Regions from separate parts of the Mus musculus genome. Here region 1 is linked to region 2. The links are chromatin contacts, called in public promoter capture Hi-C maps. All regions are on one chromosome and are shown on one strand. The core of a region is the stretch at or near the end of the contact, and the rest is flanking DNA. Distances in the headings are between cores, read along the strand shown.

What was found. Capture Hi-C pulls out chosen DNA fragments and counts their contacts.
Region 1: a contact with region 2 is called in a promoter capture Hi-C map of pancreatic islet. The contact joins the promoter of Gpr62 here to the promoter of Iqcf5 in region 2. A contact is called at or near these places in 2 of 39 promoter capture datasets (the C10 cell line and macrophages), 1 of 15 datasets of contacts at CTCF or cohesin (the NIH/3T3 cell line), 1 of 484 Hi-C or Micro-C datasets (the G1E-ER4 cell line), 5 of 115 datasets of contacts at active chromatin or transcription factors (the SCID.adh cell line, embryonic stem cells and large pre-B cells) and 3 of 9 other capture datasets (adipose tissue, liver and pancreatic islet).

Annotation. Positions count from the first base shown.
Region 1 is chr9:106,464,704-106,467,403 of GRCm38.p6, forward strand. It overlaps Gpr62 (G protein-coupled receptor 62), which reads right to left and starts at 1,282. Exons shown (of 1, transcript NM_001159652.2): 1 at 1-1,282. The coding sequence starts at 1,024.
Region 2 is chr9:106,513,143-106,515,842 of GRCm38.p6, forward strand. It overlaps Iqcf5 (IQ motif containing F5), which reads left to right and starts at 1,431. Exons shown (of 2, transcript NM_029300.1): 1 at 1,431-1,520; 2 at 2,408-2,700. The coding sequence starts at 1,517. It also overlaps a transcript of Iqcf3 not described here.

The sequences.
Region 1 (2,700 bases), core at 32-2,531, 49 kb before region 2:
CTGGTGCCTCAGAAGGGCCTAGGACAGGGTCCTTGCGGAGTTCCTGGAGGCGCCGAAGGAGTGTCTGCAGGTGCCAGGCTTGCGATGTGCAGGCTTTCGGGGCCCGAGGCAGCGCTCGGCGGGTAAGGCGGCCCAGCGCCAGGCGCACCGGGCGCTGCAGCAGGCCATAGAGAAAGGGGTGAGCCGCGAAGGCGGAGTAGGCTACCCAGGTGACAGTAGCCTCGGCCGCTGCGGCGCGCGCCGCGGGCGCCAAGCACGCGCAGCCATAAGGCAGCCAGCAGGCTGCAAACTGGCCCACGGCCAGGGCTGGGGCCAGGGCCGCCTTGCCCCCCAGCAGACGTGGCCGGAGGGGCGGCAAGAAGGAGAGGCGACTGTCTAGAGAGTCGGAGCGGGGCCGGGTCCCGCGCGGAGGCCGGAGGGCGGCGCGCCGCGCCACCAGGAAGATGCTACCGTAGGCGGCCAACAGCAGGAGGGCGGGCAGCGCGAAGGCTAGCATCGCCCAGAGCGGCCGGAAGGGCCCGAGCCCCCCGGCCAGGACGGAGCAGCGAGCTGGGGCCGGAGGTGGCGCAGGCGGTGGCCCGAGCAAGGAGAGCGCGCCCAGGAGCGCGGCCGCGGACCACACCGCGGTGAGCACCAGCGCGGGCGCCGGGCGCGCGCCTGGCCGCAGCGGATGCACTATGAGGCGGTAGCGCGCCAGGCCGAGAGCGGCCACGCCGAGCGTGCATGCGGGGAGCAGAGCCGCCGAGAGGAAGCGCGCCGCTCGGCACGACGAGGGGTCCAGGGGCACAGTGCCCAGCCCGGGCGGCGCGGCCAGCAGGCCCAGAGGCATGATGGAGGCAGCCGCCAGCAGGTCCACGACGCACAAGTGCGCTAAGTAGAAGGCATCTTGAAGGTCCGGCGTGCGCAGCACCACCACGAGCAGAGTGCCGTTGCCCAGCACGGCCCCCACCTCTACGAGAACCGCCAGGATAAACCCCACCGAGCCCGCGAGTTCGGTGACGCTGAGCCCCGAGCCGTTGGCCATCTGAACGTTCAGGCTTCACTGGGGTTTGCTAGAGGAAGAGCGGAAATGGAGCCTCTGGCTCCAGGATTCCCATCACCTGTCCCATGCTCCTCAAGACCCCTCACCTCGTAGGCTGCCCAGGAGGTGACTCCAACGCCCAGGCTGCCATCTTCTTGTGGGGTTTGGTGGGCCCTATGGGTGGATGCAAGGCTGAGCCTGGCTCGGCTTTCTCCCCCTGCCCTAGCACAGCTCCAGCCACTCAGCCTCTGTGGAGATGGTACCGGCTGTCACTCTGATGCTCCCCTTTGAAGACACACACAGCTTAGTAAGGGAGGGGCAGGGCCTGGTGCCAGCCCCCTTGGCTCTAACAGCTGCCAGCTGGAGACTGGAGGCTCTTCTGTGAAACTGCCCGAGGGTACAGTTTACTGAGCCTAGACCCATACCCACCTTGCTCAGGAGTGCGACGTGGGGGCAGTTCGGTCAGACATTACTTTTCTCAAGGTAGCCCAGGAATCAGGAAAAACAAAAAACCGAAACTTTAGATGTGCTTGGAACCCCCAGGAGGTCTTGAGGGGAGGAGAGAGAGAAATCTCAGGGCATGGCACATAATGGCTGCTCAGTCAGTGTTACCTTGGCACCTCACCTTATGGAATACTTGTGAAGTGGGGGGCTTAGCAGAAAAATGGATGCTTAGCTGGTCTTGGACTTTGACTGCTGGCAAACCAGCTCTCTTCTAAAGCGCACCCTGCACATGCATCATTAGCACCACCCCTTCCCAACCTCAGAGCTCTGAAGCTTGAGCTAACAAGACCTACCACAAGAAGCACAGGCTCGGGCTGGTGAGATGGCTCAGTGGGTAAGAGCACCTGACTGTTCTTCTGAAGGTTCGGAGTTCAAATCCCAGCAACCACATGGTGGCTCACAACCATCCGTAACAAGATCTGACTCCCTCTTCTGGAGTGTCTGAAGACAGCTACAGTGTACTTACATATAATAATAAATAAATCTTAAAAAAAAAAAAGCACAGGCTCAGTATGTAGCATCTCTGCCTCCCTCCCCCAGGTAGGTGGCTCAAAAGGTAACTCCAGCGGGAGGGGCCCATGCTCCAGTTACAATCACCCAACTTCATGACAACTCTACCTAGACAGTGACAAGGAAGCAGGTGTCTGAAGGGCCTTCTCCCTTGAACCAGACTTGAGTGTCTCCCTAGGCAAACTCCTCAGGATAGAGCTTTCTTTTCTCCCACACCCGATCCAATTGGTCAAAGGTCCAGGGAATCTAGTCATTTCTTATCACCAATACCGCTGCCCCACCAACCCTGCTGCCCACTCAGAGCGTCTGTCCCAGCATTCCCCTAACTGGCCTTGCCTTTTTTGCTCCCGAGTCTCAAACTGCTCAGCTGATTTGTCCTTCGGTCCCTTCTCCACTCTACCTTCCTGTTCTCGACCTTCCCGGGCTTCGCTGGGGGAATATTCAGCCAACGGAAGTTCCCAGCAGAAAACTAGAGAGTGGGAAGAGGGAGGAAGCTATGATGTTTCCCCTCACAGCTTAGCCTAAGCCTCTACAGCCCTCTGTGGGAGACAGCCTCCAGCCTGAAGCTATGGCTTCCCTCATGGAGGCTCTTCTGTGTTCTCGTTCGTGCAAGACTTGCATGGTCACTGTCTCCTTCCATTATCCATCCAACCTCTGGGTGGTGA
Region 2 (2,700 bases), core at 181-2,680:
TTGGGAAGTTGGCTACTGATGTTTCCCCCTCGTGTCGTCAGTTCTCTGAGCAGCTTTGGAAGGCTAATAACGCTGTTTGTTTTCTCTGGACACATTTCTTCAGCTGCAGCAATCAAACTGATTTAATTAAGCACACTCCCGGGTAACAGCTTGCCTTGTTTGGTTAGCACACGACCAAGTTGGAAATTCATTTTCTTTGCAACTCCGTCATCACATTTTAGTTTTGGGAAAAGAGTCTGCTGTGCGGAGATGTGCCGCTGAAGGCTCTCATCCTTTGTGCTCACTGCTTTTCCGTGAGCTGGAAAGATGGTGGCTTGCATCATTTATTAATACTGTTTTATCTTAGTTTCTTTACATTCCATCATTAATTACTTTATACGTATGTGTGTCAGTATAGGCTGTGCATGCAGTGCCCTTGGCGGTTAGAAGAGGGTGGTGGATTGAAGTTACAGATGGTGGTGAGTTACCATGTGGCTGCTGAGAATTGAACCTGAAATGAAAAATCTTTTAAATTTAGACCCCATTAACAGGCTGGTACTTAGCATTAGTTTCCAAGTCCTGTCGCCACCTCCCCGCCCCCAAACCTGAGCCTAGCTCCAGTCTCTAGGCTAATCCCCAACAAGACCAGAGTTTCCAGGTTATTTCCCCAACAAACCTGCACTCCCAGGTTACAAGCCCACCCCCTGCCTAACGACCACCAATGCATAGGGGAGCAGAAGTTAAGTTTATGATACAGACCACAATAGCCTTCCACCTCGATGCTTGCACATGTGTTCTCTGTTTGCTGCTTACTACAAAGCCTTGCCCCGATAGATATTCGGGATCCCCCCCACACACACACCAAAACTGTCTTGCATGATGGTGGTGCACTGGGGGCTGGGGAGCATCCTTCTGTCTCCTCTACCTCTGTAGCCCTGGAGCTGCAAACATGTGCTACTGAGCCCAGTTATTTTATGCAGGTTCTGGGGATCAAAGTTTACATAGCTATCACCTTAATATCTGAACTCTCTTCCTAGTCCAAAGATGCTATTAAGAAAAGATTTATTCTTATTTTATGAGTATTTGCCTACATGTATGTCTGTGCATCACGTGTGTAGTGCTCATGGAAGCTGGGAGAGGACTTTGGGTTCTTTGGAACAGTTGTGAGCCACCATATGGATGCTGGGGACTGAACCCAGGTCCCCTGGAGCATTGCCCAGGGCTCTTAACTATTGAACCATATCTCTCTAGCCCCAAAGAAGCTTTCTGAAGGAGTAAAAACATACTGTGGGAAGCAAGTAGATTTGAGTGGTATAAAGGTGTGGGTTATGAGAATTTGTATATGGGTGTATTGGACCCTCCGGTCATAGCCAGTGACACACAACACAGGTGCTGAGAATGTTGGTTATTGGAAGCCGTCCTGGTGCCTGTGTCATAGGCACCCTTATGACGTCATCACTCCTTCCATCTACTCTGTCTGCTGGATCAGAGCTAGGAGAGCAGACCGGAGGGTGATGGGAACATCTAGCCCCTAACCATGGGTAATTTGTAGAATTCAGATCTCAGGGGGGAGGTTTAGCCATGCATGCCTATCTCAGGGGACTGAATGTTTTATAAGAGATTGATCTTTCCAGGAATGGTCAACTCACAGCCCATGTACAGTCTGCGGATGAGGCTAGCTAGGAGCGTGGCCCAATATAAAGTTGTAAACTTCCTTAAAGTGTTCTGAGGTTTATGTGTGTGATTGATTTTGTTTTGTAACTCAATCACGTGTTGTTTTTGTCTTTGCTTTGTTTTTCTTTTTCTGTGTGAACATAGAAGGTGACAAAGTAATTCACAATGTCTAAAGGTTGGATACACTTCATAGGGCTCAGTAAATGTCTCCTAGTTACCACAGGAGGGGTTTTATAACAAAGGCCATAAATAACTAGGTATAGTGGCCCACAGCTTTAATCCCAGCACTTGGAGAGGCAGAGGCAGGCAGATTTCTATGAGTTCAAGGCCAGCCTGTTACTGGACAGCCAGAGCTGCATAGTGAGACCCTGTATCTCTCTCACACACACACACACGCACACACACACATACACACACACCCCAGAAACTGAGTCTAGTTCACTTAGCACAAGGGAAAGCATTCTTGCTTTCTAATCTACTTTCTTCCCAAACACAGAAAGAAAGTTTTAAATTATTATCACAACAGTTATTATCATAACAGGTACATGTCCAGAAACTCAGATGTTAGGTTGGTGTATTCAAGCTGATTAACTGGCATGTACCACAGGAAGTTCAATTTAGCTGGTCTCCCGGGTGCATCTGTGGCCCTGCAGGGTTCTGCAGCTCTTGAACTTCCTAGATAGAGGATCGGGATTCCTGTCTGGCTCACCCTGAGCTCCCTAAGTGTCCTAAGTGGTCTGTTCTCTCTTGCAAGGCCCAGAAAAGTCTACGGCCATGACAGAAACATCTGCGGCTGTGCGCATCCAAGCATGGTGGCGTGGCACACTACTACGACGCACGTTGCTGCATGCTGCCCTCAGCGCGTGGATCATTCAGTGCTGGTGGAGAAAGATAATGATAATGTTGCAAGGGAAGAAACGGCGGATGGCTCTGGAGTTATACGCTCGAAAAACGTGGGCAATAGTCAAACTGCAGTCCTGGTTCAGGATGTGGCACATACGTCATCGATACTGTCGTTTGCTGAATGCTGTTCGCATCATCCAGGTT